Regions from separate parts of the Mus musculus genome. Here region 1 is linked to region 2. A link is a contact called in public promoter capture Hi-C data. All regions are on one chromosome and are shown on one strand. The core of a region is the stretch at or near the end of the contact, and the rest is flanking DNA. Distances in the headings are between cores, read along the strand shown. Region 1 overlaps Tgfbrap1 (transforming growth factor, beta receptor associated protein 1). Region 2 holds the start of Mrps9 (mitochondrial ribosomal protein S9).

The links. Promoter capture Hi-C pulls out the DNA fragments that hold promoters and counts their contacts.
Region 1: a promoter capture Hi-C map of frontonasal cranial neural crest shows a contact between it and region 2, with 2.8 times the contacts expected there. The contact joins the enhancer-like site here to the promoter of Mrps9 in region 2. A contact is called at or near these places in 4 of 39 promoter capture datasets (the HPC-7 cell line, HPC-7-derived erythroid cells, cranial neural crest and 2 more), 2 of 484 Hi-C or Micro-C datasets (CD8 T cells and olfactory sensory neurons), 6 of 115 datasets of contacts at active chromatin or transcription factors (embryonic basal ganglia, embryonic stem cells, large pre-B cells and 1 more) and 2 of 9 other capture datasets (adipose tissue and liver).

The regions. Positions count from the first base shown.
Region 1 is chr1:43,065,964-43,068,909 of GRCm38.p6, forward strand. Tgfbrap1 (transforming growth factor, beta receptor associated protein 1) reads right to left here. Exons shown (of 12, transcript NM_001357299.1): 4 at 1,511-1,665. Among named protein-coding and RNA genes, the nearest start is that of Gm28782, 13 kb to the left of the region's middle. Within about 2 kb of position 1,503, at least 21 of the 459 cell types and tissues checked have an H3K27ac peak or open chromatin away from gene starts, as enhancers often do.
Region 2 is chr1:42,849,780-42,852,823 of GRCm38.p6, forward strand. It overlaps Mrps9 (mitochondrial ribosomal protein S9), which reads left to right and starts at 1,454. Exons shown (of 11, transcript NM_023514.4): 1 at 1,454-1,647. The coding sequence starts at 1,513.

The DNA of each region.
Region 1 (2,946 bases), core at 253-2,752, 220 kb after region 2:
TTTAACAGCAACTGACACAATGCCATGGCCGCACAGTGCCAGGCAGCCCCTCTTCCCTCTGCCACCGCCCTCCCTGCCTGCACTGTGTGGACAAGGGAGGTAAGGAAAGCACCAGCAGCCACGAGCTTTGTGCCTTTGAGTTTGCTGCCCCCTGCTGAACACTGACAGGTTAGTGCCACTGCAGCGAGTTAGGAGCGGGATAAGACCTCTGTTTACCAGACCTCTCCTTCCAAATTCCCAAACCCTGGAGGACACATGCACTCTTCACTCACTGGGAACAGCAATTAATTACCCTTTGCTCTATGAGGCAACTTGCATCCAAACATATCTTCTCTGCCATAGCAATCAATCAGAGGTAAAATCTGATTGACTGACTCAAATGAGATAGAAATGTCTACACACCACCGTAGTTTTAGTTGTTTGTTGTTGCTTTCTGCAGCACTAGGGACTGGACCTAAAGCTTCCCCCAAGCTAGACAAGGGTATGTCACTTTTTATTTTGAGACAGGGTTACCCTAAATCCCCAGGTTGGCACTGAACAATCTCTGTACCTCAAGCAGGCCTTGAACTTGAGGTCCCCTTACCTCAGGCTTCCAAGTAACTAGCTTTACAGGTCTAGGCCTCCAGGTTCAGCTAACATGTTTTAGCATTCTCAAATATGTAGTGCCCTTAATGACACATCTGATCAAGTAGGAATTTTAGAAATGTACTTGATCCTGACGACTATGTTTACTATATAAATAATATTTAAAGTTAGCATTTCTCCTGTGCACTTGGCGTTTTCTCCTGGCCAGGTACAGTGATCTGTGCCTGTGGCTCCTGTACTTGGAAGACTGCCGTTCTGTAAGGGAGTGAAGTGGCCGGGCTCCTGAGGTGAGGTGCTTTATCTGCTCTGTGTGCAAAGCACTGCCTACACATGAGAGATAAAAACAAACAAACTGACTTTTTGCAGGCGGAGGTTGGGGGGAGGACGGACGGACAACCTTTTGACGCTGTGACATGGTAACATGAGGTCTAAAATACATTGGATTTATACACATTGGATTTATAATTGTTCATTTATAGCTATCCTGGATGCAAGTGGCCCCTGCTGTCTACAGAGAGGACATGACATGTGTGCAAATTAATTTAACCCCACCTCAACAAATACATACTCTAAAATCAGAGATCTGTTGGGCTAAAATAATCTGCCTGCCGGTTTATAGGAACCATGTTCATAGCTGCTCTGAGTAGGAGCCTGCACAAGGGAGTTGATTTCAAATACAGCCTAGTGTACCAAGTGAGGAACTAACAAGCTGACCTTCCCCAGTCAGCTGCGCAATCTTAGTTGAACTGTTTGGTTGCTCTGTAATTTGCTTCCTAACTTACAGAACATGAGATGTGTTGAAAAACACTACAGGACAGGCACAAAGTGCTGCACTGGCCTTCTGCAGAGTGAGCTCCGGTGCGCGTGGTTAAATCTGAATGCTGGTGCTTACAGGCATGCTGTCTTGTGACCAGTAATTACCAACCTGAAATTTCTCCTTTGGAATGTTCCTCCGGGCTCCTTTTGCCAAGACCAAAGCCTCCTCCACTCTCCGGTTTGCTAACAGATCCTGTATTTGTTTTTCCAGAGGTAATGGAACCAAGATGTAAACTCCTTTACTTGTGGCAACAATCACTCTTCCTGAGGGGAAGAAAAGAACAACATTAACATGGTTGGAAGAGAAAAGCATTGCCTCCTCCGTACACGACTGCTTTCCTCACACTGGGCCCTTATCTGATCTGCTAATCACTCCCACCGGCTTTTCCAATACCATCCCACACAGGATGATGGTATGATGCCTCCCTTGTCTTCCGCCCAGAGTGACAACTGTTGGGAAGGGTGAAGTTTAATGTCACGTTGTGAAAGGATAAAATGTGCTCTTTATGCCCTTTTCTACGTGAAACTGCCCATTGATTTGGAAGCCCATGAGGAGACATATGATGCAGAGTCCAGCGAAGATGCAGAGCCCCATCATGGAACATCATCAAAACCTCACTGAAAATCTTTTCCTTCTTAAGCTGGTTTGCACAAACTAAGATTTAATGCAATGCTTTGGACTGTGAGATAGTATTTCACCTTCCCTTCCATCCATGTGCCACTTCAGTTGATTGATGATTGATAACTTACTGGTTGGTTGGCCTAGCATCCCGCCAGCTGTCCTTGTCCACCACTGTAGCTCTTGTACCCAAGACTTTACAGCAGCAGTTCTCAACCTGTGGGCCGACCCCTTTGGGGGTTGACCAACCCTTTCATGGGGTCACCTAAGACCATTAGAAAATGGATACGCACATCACAATTTATAACAGTAGCAAAATTACAGTTATGAAGTAGCAATGAAAATATGGTGGGGGAGGGTGTCACCATAACCCGAGGAGCTGTGTATTACAGGGTCACGGCCTTACAAAGGTTGAGAACCACTGCTCTATAGAATTCTGTCTGTGAAAGAGTCAGGACTGCAGCCCACATTAGCTCCTTTAACTAAGCTTCAAATTAAACTCTGATCCCTCTCTTAACTCAGCAGTCCCTCTTCACAGGAAGTAGTAACTTTTTTCTTCTGTCTCCTGCATCCCAATTAAAATGGTTTCCCTTTTCTGTCAGTATCTGGCCATTTGCTCGAAGCTACTCTTCTTTTTTTTTTTTTTTAATTAGGTATTTAATTTACATTTCCAATGCTATCCCAAAAGTCCCCCACACGTTCCCCCACCCACTCCCACTTCTTGGCCCTGGCATTCCCCTGTACTGAGGCATATAAAGTTTGCACAACCAATGGGCCTCTTTTTCCGCTGATGGCTGACTATGCCATCTTCTGATACATATGCAGCTAGAGACATGAGCTGGGGGGGGGGGGGCGGGTAAGTACTGGTTAGTTCATATTGTTGTTCCACCTATAGGGTTGCAGATCCCCCCAGCTCCTTGGGAACA
Region 2 (3,044 bases), core at 204-2,703:
ATGAAGATGGGCTGGAGGGGAGGAAGTAAGGAGGGCTGCAGAGGGAGGGAAGGTGGGTGATCTACCAGGGTCTGTTTAGTCCCCTGGGAATGGGATCAGAGAGTGAGAAGAGGCCACAGCAGTTCTGCTACAGATAAGACTAGAGGATTGGATTTGGAGAGATAGAGGGAGAGGTAAAGATCTGGAGTTAGCCTACCTGCTTTTCTGGCCAGCACTGCCTCGCCTCTAACTTATTCTTCTTCTCCAAATACTAGTCCTGGACTTCTGCCACTGAATGAAGAGATTTTCACTAATGTAAAGGAAACAAACAAAGGGGAAAATAATGATTTCCCCCCTTTACTACAAGCATCCTATTTGGAGGGGTTTTTTTTCTTCTATTTTTCTGAAGCTATGCAATTTCTATTTCCCTAGAGCTGTTTTATGAGGTGATAACTGTACGATGCCAGCACTTACTTCATAACTTAAAAAACAGATTTCTAATTTACATGTATAAATATTTTGCTTGTATGTATATGTGTCTGTACATCACAGACATGGTTGATCCCCTTGAAATTCAGAGAAGGTGTCAGATTGTTTAGAGCTGTAATTATAGATAGATAGGTAGATAGATAGATAGATAGATAGATGTGATAGATAGATAGATAGATAGATGTGATAGATGTGATAGATGTGATAGATAGATAGATAGATAGATAGATAGATAGATAGATAGATAGATAGATGTGATTTTCCACAAGAGTTCTGGGGACCAAACCCAGGTCCTCTGAAAGAACATAGAGTGTTTTTAACTTCTCAGCCTCTTACTCGGTCACCTTGATCTCGTTTTCTGAGTATGTTTTAAACTTCTAATGATAATTTCAACATTATCAAATTATTCAATGATAATTTTCAACATTGGAAAACCCTTTAAGAGTGATTTATTCAACCACTTGTATCTGGTAGAGATAACCCTAGACTTAGGGTTAGGAAGTTCAAGTTTCAGAAGGCAAAGACAGTTCCTGTGTCTGCAGCCACTCTTAATGGCTTTAAGGCTCAGAGGCAATCAGGGAGAGCCATGAAGTTGAGCAGGGAGGTGCTTTTCCTCAGCCTGTGGGTCAGACAGCTAAGAGTCAACACAATGTGTTGGAAGCCAGAATGGTTAGTTGCTGGAAGAAGAATGTCTTGAAACAGATCTTTAAAACGGGCAAGTTCAAGGGGGAGCAGAAGGCCCTTGCGGGAAGGCAAGCGGACAGGAAAGCCAGCTTGGATTGTTGGAGTGAGAATAAGACTGTGGAAGGCTTGTCTGAGCGTGGGTACCAGGAACTCAGCTAGGACTACAGCTGCTAGTAAGCCGAAAGCCATGTGCAAGGCAACCTGCTGCCGCGCACCCAATCAGCGGCGAGGGGCTGGACTACAGAACTCCGCCCCTAGTTGCAATTGCTAAGGAAGCGCTTCCGCCTGGGAGGTCTGCGCCTGCGCAGTCTCCAGGCTCCACCCCTTTCCCCTCCCGCCAGGATGTTTCTTACGGCCAACATGGCCGCCCCCTGTGTGTCCTGCGGCCGAGTGCTTTCCCTTTGGTTCACTCCCGCTGTTAGAGCTAGCCTCTGCCAGAGGCCCGGGTACTGGACAGCCTCGGCGGTTGGCTGGCAGACAGGGACCAGGTTCCAGGTAAGGTCCTGGGAGCTGGAGCTGGCGGTCCGTGTGGTAGGGTGACGTGAAGCCGGCCCACCTTCCAGGGCTGCCAGAGCCCTCAAGGTAGAGGTCGGAGGTCACGCTTGGGGATCGGGGAATCGGCCGCGGACGGATCCTCTGCAGCCTCTCCCTGGGCTTTGAGGAGCAAAGGGTTCGGCAGATGGAGTTGGGTGGCTGCCTGGGTCTTGTGATTCGTCCCGGGGAGAAGGGGAGCCGAACTCTGCGCGACCCGGAAGATGTCCTGGGCAGAGTCAGTCTGTGGAGCGAACTGAGACTTTTTACAAGTGCTCTGCGTTTGCGGAATTTCAGTTTTTGTAATTTTCCCGAAACTTGTGTGTGTGTGTGTGTGTGTGTGTGTGTGTGTGTGTGTGTGTGTGACATTAGGAGAGCAGAATTTGACCGCTTCGCTCAATTCCGGGGTCGGTGTGAAGCTGGGATTTCTAGCTTGAGTCTTTGCTTGTCGCCCGTTTAATGTGGCTCATTAAAAGTGGGAGAAAACGAGCTTCGGCTGTAATTGCACTTAAAGTGTCTGTGGCATATTCTACCGGAGATTTCCAGTAGTCCTTTCGGTGGGTGTGCCCGTGACACAGGAGGAGACCTAACTTTGAAGTCCTGTTACCTTGCAGGTTCTAATGGAAACCCAGGGAATAGCGCGCAGATGGTGTCCTGCAAGAGTAGGCAGATGAACAGGCCGAAAGAGAGGTCTCAAGAGATTGAGAACACGCGGTCAAACAAGTGGGGGTTGGAAAACAGAACAGTTTGAGTAGAAAGAGTACGAAATGTTGGAAAAGCAGTACTACCACCAGATATTGCCGAGAAGTTAAACGCTGGATCTTAGAACTGTTTTACAAAATGACTGGCCACCTTTTTCTGTTATTTGATGTTGTAACATAAACCAATTTGTCCATTGATCTGTTAAACATCTGGGTTTCTTGGTTTTGAAAATTGGAAAATGTGTTGGACATTTTTATTTCTTCTATACATCTCTTTGAGACACATAATTGCATATGAGAGGAACTGTAGCATACAAAATATGTTTATTGGTAATGATTATATGGGCAGGTGGCTCTCACTCTCCTATATTCTGAACCTAGTGTACCCTTCTTCTTTCTCTTTATTCTTATAATTATGTGTAAACAAACACATTTTACAAAATGAGCCTCGCTGGGTCACATCCCTTTTACCTTTTTAATTTACAGGGGGAATACATGTATGTGTCTTTTATTATGTCTAAAGCTCATTCCGGTTGCACACTGCTTTCTTCCCACGGATGCATGCATACACATTGTCTTGGTTACTTTTCTGTTGCTTCGAAAAGACACCTGAACAGGGAGAGACTGGGGTTGGCACAGGGTTTTGAAATCTTAAAGCCC